2 separate regions of the Gossypium hirsutum genome follow, and region 2 is linked to region 1. The links are chromatin contacts, called in public Hi-C maps. All regions are on one chromosome and are shown on one strand. Each heading gives the region's core, a stretch centred on a gene start, on an enhancer-like site or on the middle of the called end of the contact. The rest is flanking DNA. Distances are from core to core; before and after follow the strand shown.

The links. Hi-C and Micro-C count contacts between places; a contact is called where the count stands out from the background.
Region 2: a Hi-C map of leaf shows a contact between it and region 1, with 1.8 times the contacts expected there. The contact joins the promoter of LOC107949739 here to the promoter of LOC107949747 in region 1. A contact is called at or near these places in 4 of 34 Hi-C or Micro-C datasets (callus and leaf).

Annotation. Positions count from the first base shown.
Region 1 is chrD03:40,437,348-40,442,832 of Gossypium_hirsutum_v2.1, reverse strand. It overlaps LOC107949747 (cilia- and flagella-associated protein 20), which reads left to right and starts at 2,428. Exons shown (of 6, transcript XR_005911358.1): 1 at 2,428-2,580; 2 at 2,686-2,717; 3 at 2,840-3,081; 4 at 4,627-4,863; 5 at 4,964-5,062; 6 at 5,392-5,485.
Region 2 is chrD03:40,756,674-40,762,158 of Gossypium_hirsutum_v2.1, reverse strand. LOC107949739 (G patch domain-containing protein TGH) reads left to right here and starts at 2,881. Exons shown (of 16, transcript XM_016884494.2): 1 at 2,881-3,238; 2 at 3,887-3,977; 3 at 4,072-4,166; 4 at 5,181-5,281. The coding sequence starts at 3,104.

The DNA.
Region 1 (5,485 bases), core at 1,179-3,678:
CAATTTGAACCAGGACAACAGGTATTACTATTTAATTCTAAACTCAAATTGTTTCCTAGTAAATTGAAATCTTGCTGGTCAGGTCCTTTTGAAGTAGTTCAAGTATTCTCACACGGAGCTGTTACAAAGACATGAAAATGGGTGTTGCATTCAAAGTTAATGGACAACACTTAAAGTACTACTAGGGTGCTCATGTGGAATGTGACAAACAAAGCATCGACTTTCAAGATGCTTGAGTTAGAAATTTTTTATTTTAATCTATTTATTTGCCTTACTTTAAATTAATTTTTTATTTTATTTTTTAGTTATTTTTGTTCGTTAGTTATGTACTAAATTTTTATTTCATGTTGTTTCATTTATGATTTTTATACATTAGTGCAGCTTTTCAAAGGCAGGATAAAAGACCAATCTTATTAGTGTGGACTAGGAGGACGATTGTCGTAGCATTACATAGGAGTACTATGCCATACCAAACTGGGTGGTGAGGTGTTAAATTATCAAAGGTTGACCAAGTAGAAAAGTCCAAAGGAGAGGATCCTTGAGCAGTTTAACCTAATATTTTTTTGGGAGCCTTATGAAGTAAGCCTATATTGTAGGGCTAGGTCATTTTATCTTTCCCTCCCAAGATTTTATTTCTTTCTTTTCTTCTCGCCATGTCATAAACTTCCCTAACACGTTTCATCCTCCCTGAAATTGTTATCATTAACCCCCTTATTTCTCTCTCCCTAACTATTCACATTTTATGTATCTCATAAGGCTTTCTCACCTTTATGATTTCTTTATCTTCAACCTCTACTCCATTTTCTTTATTCTTTCTTAATGGCTCTAGTCAATAATGCTTCTAAAACCGCGGAATCATCGCACATTGGCGTATCTCAACCAAAGACATTCATCAACTCTGTTGTGGCTACGATGTACTCAAATAATATTTTAAAACGTCCCTTTTTGTTTTGAGTAAGGATTCTTATTTAAGGACGAACCCTATATGGGGTATGACGAGTCTATATTGTCGATAGTAGAGCAGCATGGGTAGAGCATTTTCTGTTTGCACCCGGATGATATTTTAGGCAGAGTAGTTAGGGAGTTCGATGCCCATATGAACTCATTTGATTCTCCTTTCATCTATGTGTGAGGCACTTCTGTACCATTTGATGAGGACCATATAAATGCCCAGTTTGGCCATAGAAAGGTACAAGATGAACATACCGAGTTTGTGGATAACATCACAAATGAGGGTTTGACACAAGTTTTGAAGGATTTATGTGTCGAGGGCACACAATGGATTGTCTCTAGTCAGGAATGCTACACTGTTGAAAAGGCTTCACTGAAATCGATTGGGAAAGTGTGGTATCATTTCTTGAAAAGTCGACTTATGCCATCCACGCACAATACCACTGTTTCCAATGAAAGGATATTGTTGTTGCATTCTATTATTAAAGGAAGAACGATTAATGTGGGAAGGATTATTTTTCAAGAAGTCCATCATTGTGTTAAGAAGGATGCTGGAAGTTTAAATTTTCCTTCCCTCATTACTACATTATGCAAGACTGCTAATGTTCCTCTTACTGATGCTGAGGATATTACCCCTAATAAGGGTGGACTAACAAGGGCAACTTTTGTCAAGCTTCGGGGTATTGATACTGCCTCGACAACTCAACAAAGTCAGGCTTCTACTGCCATGCGCGTTCCCACAGCAACACCTTGGAACAATGGAAATGTACAAGTGTATACAACCGCAACAAGTAATAAAGTGATAATGAATCCTTTTCTCCCAAACATTCTCCTTAGTGAAAAAAATCTTTAAAAAAAAGAGACAAATAATTTAAATTTTATAAAATTACAAAAAAAAACTAAAATATATATAATTTAAAGAGTTGAAAAACTATATAAAATCACAAAAAAACCAAGAAAAAATATAAAACTAAAAAAATTCATAAAAAGGGAAAATATTAATAGTTTAGAAAGTTCCAAATTTGCAATATATATAATTTCAAAAAATTATTAAAATTTCAATAACTATTAAAATTTTATAAAAACACAATAATTTTATAAACATTTAGATATTTTTCAAAAAATTAATTTTTTGAATTATATATGTTTCGAATTTTTTTTTAATCTTTAAATTTTCTAAATTTGTAAATATTTTTTCAATTTTTATGAAAAAATATTTTAATATTTTTTAATATTTTTTGCTGTTGACATGATAGTTGATTAGCTAATGTCTATACCACGTGTAACAAGGTGATCTTATTTTAATGGTGTTACAAAATCAATCCTAAATATATGCGGTGGAAGCCTAATTCGGTAACAATTTGGATTAAAAAATTGTGAAGTACCATTTTGCAAAATTGAAGTAAAATTCAGGTACAAAAATTAGAATTTCCCTTTCATTATTCTTTTACCGGATTAACCGGTTTTAAAAGCTGATTCCAAAGGTGAGCCGATGGTAAGCTCTCTGTAGAACCGTTTTGTCGAATTTTCCCAAGAGAAACAATCCCTAGTTCTCTAATAACCCTTGATTTTGAACATGTTTAAAAATACCTTTCAATCTGGGTTTCTCTCAATCTTATACAGCCTAGGGTATTTTTTTATATTCTTTCAGTTTCTTTTTACGATATACTCAATTTTCTCTTTTTGGGTATTTTTATTTGTTCTTTTCATTACATTTTTTTGGCTTTTTTACAGGAGCAAACCTCTGCAAATCTGGGATAAAGAAGGTAAGTATAATCATATATAAACGGAGCCTCTTTTTTTTTTGTCACCATTAAATTGCATGTTTTTTTTTAGATGATTTTGTTTGGTAATTTTACATATTCAACTTGTTGGGATTGATTTACAGTTGAAAATGGGCATGTTAAACGACCCCATGATGATGACATTCAATCGAATGTGCTGGAAATAATTGGATCAAATATTCAATCAACTTTTATCACTTGCCCAGCTGACCCTGCTGCAACGCTGGGTATTAAGCTTCCGTTCTTGGTTATGATTGTTAAAAACTTGAAGAAATATTTCTCTTTTGAGATCCAAGTTCTCGATGATAAGAACGTCCGGCGTCGTTTTCGTGCTTCTAACTTTCAAGTATGTAAGTCTGTTAATTTTTCTAATACTACAAATATTTTTAGATTATATAATTTTGATTGTATTTAGATAGTTGAATTAGAAAAGATGCTATATGTTGCAACACTATTAGTTGATGTGGTCATACTTTAGTGGTTTAAATCCATGAATTTTAAGACTCACCCATGGTTTAGTAGGTTGCATTATTGAGATTTATCTAGTGATAGTTATATGCCACGATTTAGATTGCGGTTTATTGAGTCTAATTTGATGGGGAAGTATAGATTATGTTGTCATTCTATTGATATTTTCCTGGTTTTATCGATTATAAGATATCAATATATGTTCTCTTATTGTTAGCTATGCATTAGGAAATCGATAAAGGTGGTCAATAGAGAGTTGGGTCCGAAGTGCTCTCTTTCTGTTGATATGCCTATGGATTGGAGAATTTTCATGTTTAGGTCGTCACCACTGTTGTCATACTTTGTATGAATTATATGAAATTGAAATGTGGCCACTTTCCATCAATATGAATTTGGTCAGGAAATATATGGTAACGAACAAAGAGTCTGGTTGGAAGCCATCATAATGTGCCCTCTTTCTATCATTTGGACAGGTATAGAAGTTGTCGAGGTGAAAAAAGAGTCATGTTAATATACTGTCGATGTGTTGTGTGCCCTTTTACTAGTTTTCGAGTTGGAAATTACATACCTTTTTGTTCATCTTGGGGGAATCTCCGATGGTAGTGAAGGATGGATGGGTCATGGATGGACACTATTGCACTTACCAAAACAAGGCTGTTTTTTTTTTTTTTCTTCCGTAGAGTGTAGATTCCCAGATAACTAAATAGATATTTGGTTGATGATGCCAGACAACAAAAGCACCTTAAGCCATTTCTGGTGAGGCAGATTTGATTAGGCACACACTTTGTACACCTAGGCAGCTTTAAGGAAGAAAGTAGATTGTATCGAACTCTCTGCTTCTTAATAATTGAGTATTCAACAATAGACATGGGATTGTAAGGAAATTAGGCATATTTACCTACAAAAAATTGCATTTTGGGGGGAGGGGGGGTTCGACTTCTTCCGAAGAAGTCTTCGAAGTGTCGTCTATCAGACAGTCAACTGGTCCCCCAACAATTGAAGGTATTGTCCCTTGGGGTTTTTGTCTGCCGTACTCTGCTGAGAGCCAGCATGTCGTGAGAAGCTGCCCTAAGGGCTTGGTTCACAGAGCCAGTAGCGCCTTTACCATATGTGGGCGTATAGTCACCCACCAAGGGGGCGTTAGCATCTCACCCTTGGTGGGGTTTGAACCCCTGAGTAGATGGTACCACTTGAGCTACTTTGTTGATAAAATGGACTATTGTCTAGAGTTTGCTGTTATAATTATATATTTTGAAGCTTATATTATACATATATATACATACAAAAACAAAAATATGCCTGAAACCTGACATGCACACCCAATCCTTAGTTACGTGGTTTCTATGGATATGCACTAAAATACAAGTATTATAGACTGTTATTGCTAATTACCTGGTGTCTCAAATTTTATTTGAATTTCCAGGCTGTCACTCGAGTAAAGCCATATATATGCACCATGCCACTGAGATTGGATGAGGGTTGGAATCAAATTCAGTTGAATCTGGCTGATTATACTCGAAGGGCCTATGGCACGAACTATGTCGAGACTCTACGTGTTCAGGTACATGCAAATTGCCGCCTAAGGAGGATATATTTCTCTGATCGCTTGTACTCCGAAGAGGAACTCCCACCAGAATTCAAACTATACCTTCCAATGCAGGTAAGAATAACATGTCATTTTGTCGACTTCAAAGTTTAGGCTCATTTGCTTGTTATCGGAAACTTTAGTACTAATGACTATTCCTTTCTTGTATTTGCAGAAAGCATGAAAACATCATTTGGAACATCTGAAGCCATAATTTCCAACTTGTCTGTGCTTCATGGTCTCAAAATGTGTTGCCATTCAGCAGTTTAATCATGTATGTACGGTTGCTATAATAGTATTAGATTAGCCATTAGCTGATTTTACATTGAAGAACTGCTTGGCTTTGCACTTCATAATGGTGGTGAGATCTTTACTTTTAATTACCTGAGCCAGAGGGTCTAGTCACAGCTTGGAATTTTTTGAAGTCTTTCGGTTGACCTGGAAAGCCACTTTTTTGAAAAAGTAATGCAAATTTTTAAAAAGTATTTTATCTTAATATATTTTTATAATTAAATTTAAATTAAAATAGTAATTCAGGCTGACAAAACCAAATTGAATGAACACTAAGCGTTTCAACTCTTTTTTCAATCATGAAATGTACAGATGATCTTTCGGACAAACAACGAACTTAAACAAAGAGCCAACAAAAGCAACCAAAAGAAAGGACCCACCGTTACATCAGGCGAAACAACCAAAG
Region 2 (5,485 bases), core at 1,632-4,131, 320 kb before region 1:
ATGTCTCTATAGGTTGAATAAGACGGGGGAAACGAACAAAGTAGAATCAACCCTAGATCTTAGTTATCATATTGAACCTCCATGGCCTCCAAGTTTGAAAGAATTTCTTTAAACACTGTTAATTGTTTGTGCATAGATGCACCTTCCTCCAAACGATGAGCATAAAAATGTTGCTTCATATGCAACTTGCTGGTTAGAGTTTTCGACATACATATTTGTTCCAGTCTCTTCCATAATGCAGCGGCGGTCTTCTCCTTCATCACATCCTATAAATTTCGTTAGACAAATGCAGATGTAATTGTGTTAACGCCTTTTGATCCTCACGCTTCTTCTCTTCATTCGTTAATGTCTAAGGCATCTTATCTATCCCTAGCAGGGCATCCTCCATCTGCCAGAACTGCTCTTAATCTGCCACACAATCTGTGCGATGCAACAAATTGTCTTCAGCCATCTTGATCGAATGACCAACCAATACCAATTTGTAAAAATAGAACGTTAGTAATGACAATATATCGCAAAGAAAAGAGAGATAAAAATAAAGAACACACAGATTTTTACGTGGAAACCCTTTCGGGAAAAAACCACGGGCAGAGTAAAAGAAAATTCACTATGTCGAATTTAAATGATTACAAGAGGAGTTTCGATTACATCTATTTATAGGTTTAAAAAACCTAATTCTAATCAAAGTCAAATATATTATGCTAATAAATGCTAAATATATTATACTCATAAATACTAAATCTTCTAGAAAGAAGATATATTTTGTTTAACTTGACTTGCAAGAAATCTCTTAGAATTTGGGTCACACAACTCTAACAAAAACAATAAATAAATAAATGATAGATTAAAAAGTGGAAGATGAATCAAATAAACCGATGGATATGATGGATAGATAGATAAGTGTCCAATTGAACCTTTTTAGGTATAAACCCTAACAAATTCAATTAATGGCTCTAATCAACCCCTTAAGAAATAATTCTTGACAAATTGGAGGATGAAGAATGATTCTCACAACTCACTGAAGAAAAATCAAGAAGAAAGCTGCTTCTAAAAATCACAAGAAAGCAATCATGTACAAAAAAAACTTACTCTAAGAGTTGAAAATTTTATTAATGAAAAACAATTGTGTTTTTAATAAACAATGAAGAGGCCTTTATATAGGCTAGCTAATTACATCCAAATAAAACTCTCAAGTATAATGAAACTCTAATTAATCTAAACAATAAGCAATTTAAACTAAGCTTTCTTGTCGACTAAGAAATATAAAACTCCTAAATAACTTAAAATACTTAAAAATATATCCAAAATTCAGAATAAATAAATAATAAAACCCAATAAATATAATATTAGGTTCATATATAATAAAAATTAACCCTAAAAATAAAATCCAATATGATTTAAACTCGAGTTAAAGCCCGAAACTCATAATTTCCCATAATAATCCTATCCAAAAATTCTGTTCGTGCAGTCTTCACTAAAATGGTTATAACTTAATTAAGCTCCCAAACTCAAAATTGAGTGATTCAAAGTGCTTTTCAAAGATAAGAGATAGCTCTTCAAGTGATATGTAGACATCTCAACCCAAAAATGCCTAGATCCCATCCAAAAATTCATTTTCAAGTTGATTAATCTTTTGAGCTTGAAAATTGACAACTTCATTGAATTGACTTTAATAAATTTCACCCCATCCATGCATATATCAGTTTAAAACATATTTCTAGGTTCATTTTTATAATATATTTGATAAATTTTAAATATATTTAAATATTTAAGGTGAATTTGAATCACACCACATATTATTGAAAGTCTTATATTGATATATATATACAACTAACGAGGTTAATTATTTAGCTGTTATAAATGGTTAGGGTATTGACTATTATCATCCTTTACTATTTTGTTAACTTGTAATTATTAAATGTAGTTTCAGTGGACATCGTATTGGGCAAAAGACATTCAAGCGATGCTACCTAAGGCCTTAGTGGATGAGGGGCACACACTGGGTAAGATTTACATAAACGTTATATGTTTCGACATTGTCAAACAACAGTACAGTGATTGGTTGCTACGCCAATTTGGCATGTGGCAATCAGTTTTGAGGGAGTCGAAGGACTTAAACTCTATATTAGATGTCGAGATTCACACATCTATTGTATTAGGGTTAAGTTAGGTTAAATATTTAAGGTTAAAATATACACACATCTAAACTCAAAAGGAATCTTAATTATTTCATAATTATCATGCAAAATCTATAGCGGAGATGGAACTTTTGTGGCACATAAATTGTAATTGAATTCAACACCCCGGAGTGTTGAAGTATGCCAAAAAAAAAAAATCATATTTTGAGAAATAGTTTTCCCCCAAACTTAGAATAATAAATAATACAACTTTTTAAATATTAGTAAAATTAGTGAAAAAAACCTATATCGAAACATATAAAAATATTTTAATAAGGTTAAAATATACTGTTAGTACTTGTATTTTGAAAATTGATATTTATTCTCTATACTTAAAAAGTTTAAAAAATTAAGCCCTTTAAAATTTTTTATTTAAAAATATTAGTCCAACTATTAAATTCATGAGTATTTTTCGTCAAAATTTGTTAATTTCAAATTTTGATTGTGTTGTCCTCCTACAATATTGCAAATGATTAATAGAAAATAAACATATTAAATTGAAAAAATTTGACAAAAACTATCAATGAAGATAATAATTGGACTAGGATTTTTAAATTGAAAAGTAGGAGGATTGAATTTTTAACCTTTACAGGGACCAAATTTCGAATTATATACAAGTACAGGGATTAATAGCACATTTTAACCTTTTTAATAATAAATGAAGTAAAGCTTTTAAAATCGAAAAAATATTGTAAAAAGGGCCGGCCTTTTCACAAGTCTGGGTACAGGTTTTTCACTAACCCAACCCAAGCTTTTAATCTTCGCCTTCGGATCCTACTGCAACCAGAGCTTTCCTTTCAAGAACTCGGCAATTCCCCCCAAATAAAATAAAATCCATTTATAATCAATCAACAGCCATTTTCCAATAGCTCTTTTAATCTCACTCTCATTTAAACACTTAATCAATCAATTAGGAAAGGAAAATTATGGATTCGGACGAGGAGGATTACGTGTTCTTCGGTACACCGATAGAGCGGGAAGAGGAGATCACCAGCCGTCGGAAGAAAGCCGCCGCCGAAGCTTCTGGTAACCTCCGCTCCCTCCCTCCCTGGAAGCAAGAGGTATATACTTCCATCATCCTCTTGTTTTTTTTTTCCTGATTTTCTAAGTGAGATATTTGAACCTTCCTAGAACCCATATGAGGTTGAGTTCTGTTTTTTTTTCTTTTTCGTCCGCCCTTTAGCTGGAAATCGTATCTTTCAGAGGTCGTTTGGTTTCCGTGAAATTTAGGAGAAAAGAAAATAGAAGAAAGCGGGGATGATAGGGATGGAACTTGCTTTTACATTTTTTATATGAACAAGTTTGGTTGTTTGTTTTGTGTTTTTTTGAAAACTGCTACTTGTTATTTGGAGGTTGTATAAATTGGATTCATGTGATGATCAAAGCAAATTGTTTGCTTTTAGGTAGTATTTGAGGATAAATCAGTTCCTTAACAGGAATGGAAGCCTTTGATGGATTTCACATTACTTGCAGTTGATTCTAAACAATATTTCTTGGAATTGCTTTAAAAAAAGAGAACATTGATGGGTTTCTTTTTTGATGGCATCCATAGTTTAATAATTCTTTAACTTATGAATTGCCAATCTAGCTCAATCTCTTGCATGATATAATAATATAGATAAGGTGTATTATGTGATCTTGTAAGTGTTTATTTGTTATACATGATCAAAAGACTTTCTTTCTATCATCTTTGAACTACATTTTTCCAGGTTAGAGATGAAGAAGGACGCAGAAGATTCCATGGTGCATTTACAGGTGGATTTTCTGCTGGTTACTTCAATACGGTGGGCACTAAAGAGGGTATATCTCTATAATTCATATTAACTAGATTACTTCCATTCACTTGTAATGATATCATCTAGCATGCCTTATGGGTTGTGAAACATATTTGCAGGTTGGGCCCCACAATCATTTACATCATCAAGGAAGAGCAGAGCTGAAGTCAAACAGCAGAGCATTTTCAACTTTTTAGATGAAGATGAGAAAGCAGTATGTTCTATTTCATTCTCCCACCTTTTATGATTTTCTTTGACCGCAGATAAGGATGATGCAGTGTCTGTTAGGTTTGACATGCTCTATGCCGAAATCACATTTTTTCATAGTTGTTTATTTCCTTCATATTTTACAACTCAGTTTCCTGCACTTCTAGTATTCTAGTTTAGAGATGTTTTAAAAAAATCTTGATGCCTTCTCTAAATCTGAAATTCCTAATTCTGTCATGTGACTGCTAATAAAGTTTTGACCTTCATGAGTTTGAAGTTTAGTGATGCAAAAATATTTGTCCTATTATTTTCATTAGCAGATATGATTGTGTCTTTATTTAGGATTATTTGTTATTTCACTGTGAAGAATTTATATGCATAGATATTGGTCCTATATTTTCATATCTGGAGTATCACGCTTTCTTTATCATTCATATGTGCCCGATGTTAGATGCACAATTAGCCGTATAGAACCTTCAAAGTTTCATCTGTTTATGTATTTTCATGGCTCTGACATGGTTTCATGGTTATCAGTATTCCGTAATATATACTAAAATACTGTTTAAATCTTTCATTTGTTGCAATATTGAAAGAAGTGATGATTATTATACAAGAATTCCATATATTTTATTAAATTTTAAGCATCTTTCCAGTTAAATTATGTTTTAAAATATCTGTTCTCTGCATTCATTAACGGAAGTTTGCTGAAGAGATCATTTTTTAGCTCGTATTTCATTCCAAAACTGTGCTACAGGAATCATAACAGAATTTGCCTATATGGAAGTCTTTGAAAGTAGTTTCACTACCTACTCAATGTATTCACTGATTATTGTTACATGTGCCTCTCAATATCCTTTTGTCTTTTCAGACATGATTGCTGTTTGAACAAGAACTGGTTACCATATCATCCTCTCATCTATGACTTACTATAGATAGAAAATAAGGGTTTGCTAAAGTTGTTTTCATATTTTGTTTCTAATTGCTAGAATTTTTAATGATATATCCTGCTTTTCTATTTTAGGAATTGGAAGGTACTTTGGGAACATCTTCACAGTTTGACACATTTGGATTTACAGCTGCTGAGTTTGCTCGCAAACAAGCCGATAAGGAGCAAAAGCAAAGGTCTGTGAAATGGTTGCATATTCTTCTTATCAGTAATAATTTTGTCACTAGATATGAAGCTGAAATTGCAGACTGTTCAGAGTCGTGGTTCTTAATAGAAATCCATATTTTTGAAAATTAAGTGCTCTCAATGGGAATATTGATTTTTGCCACAAGTGTGACCTTTTTTTTTGGCATGAAATAAAAGAATCTAATTTTTCATTT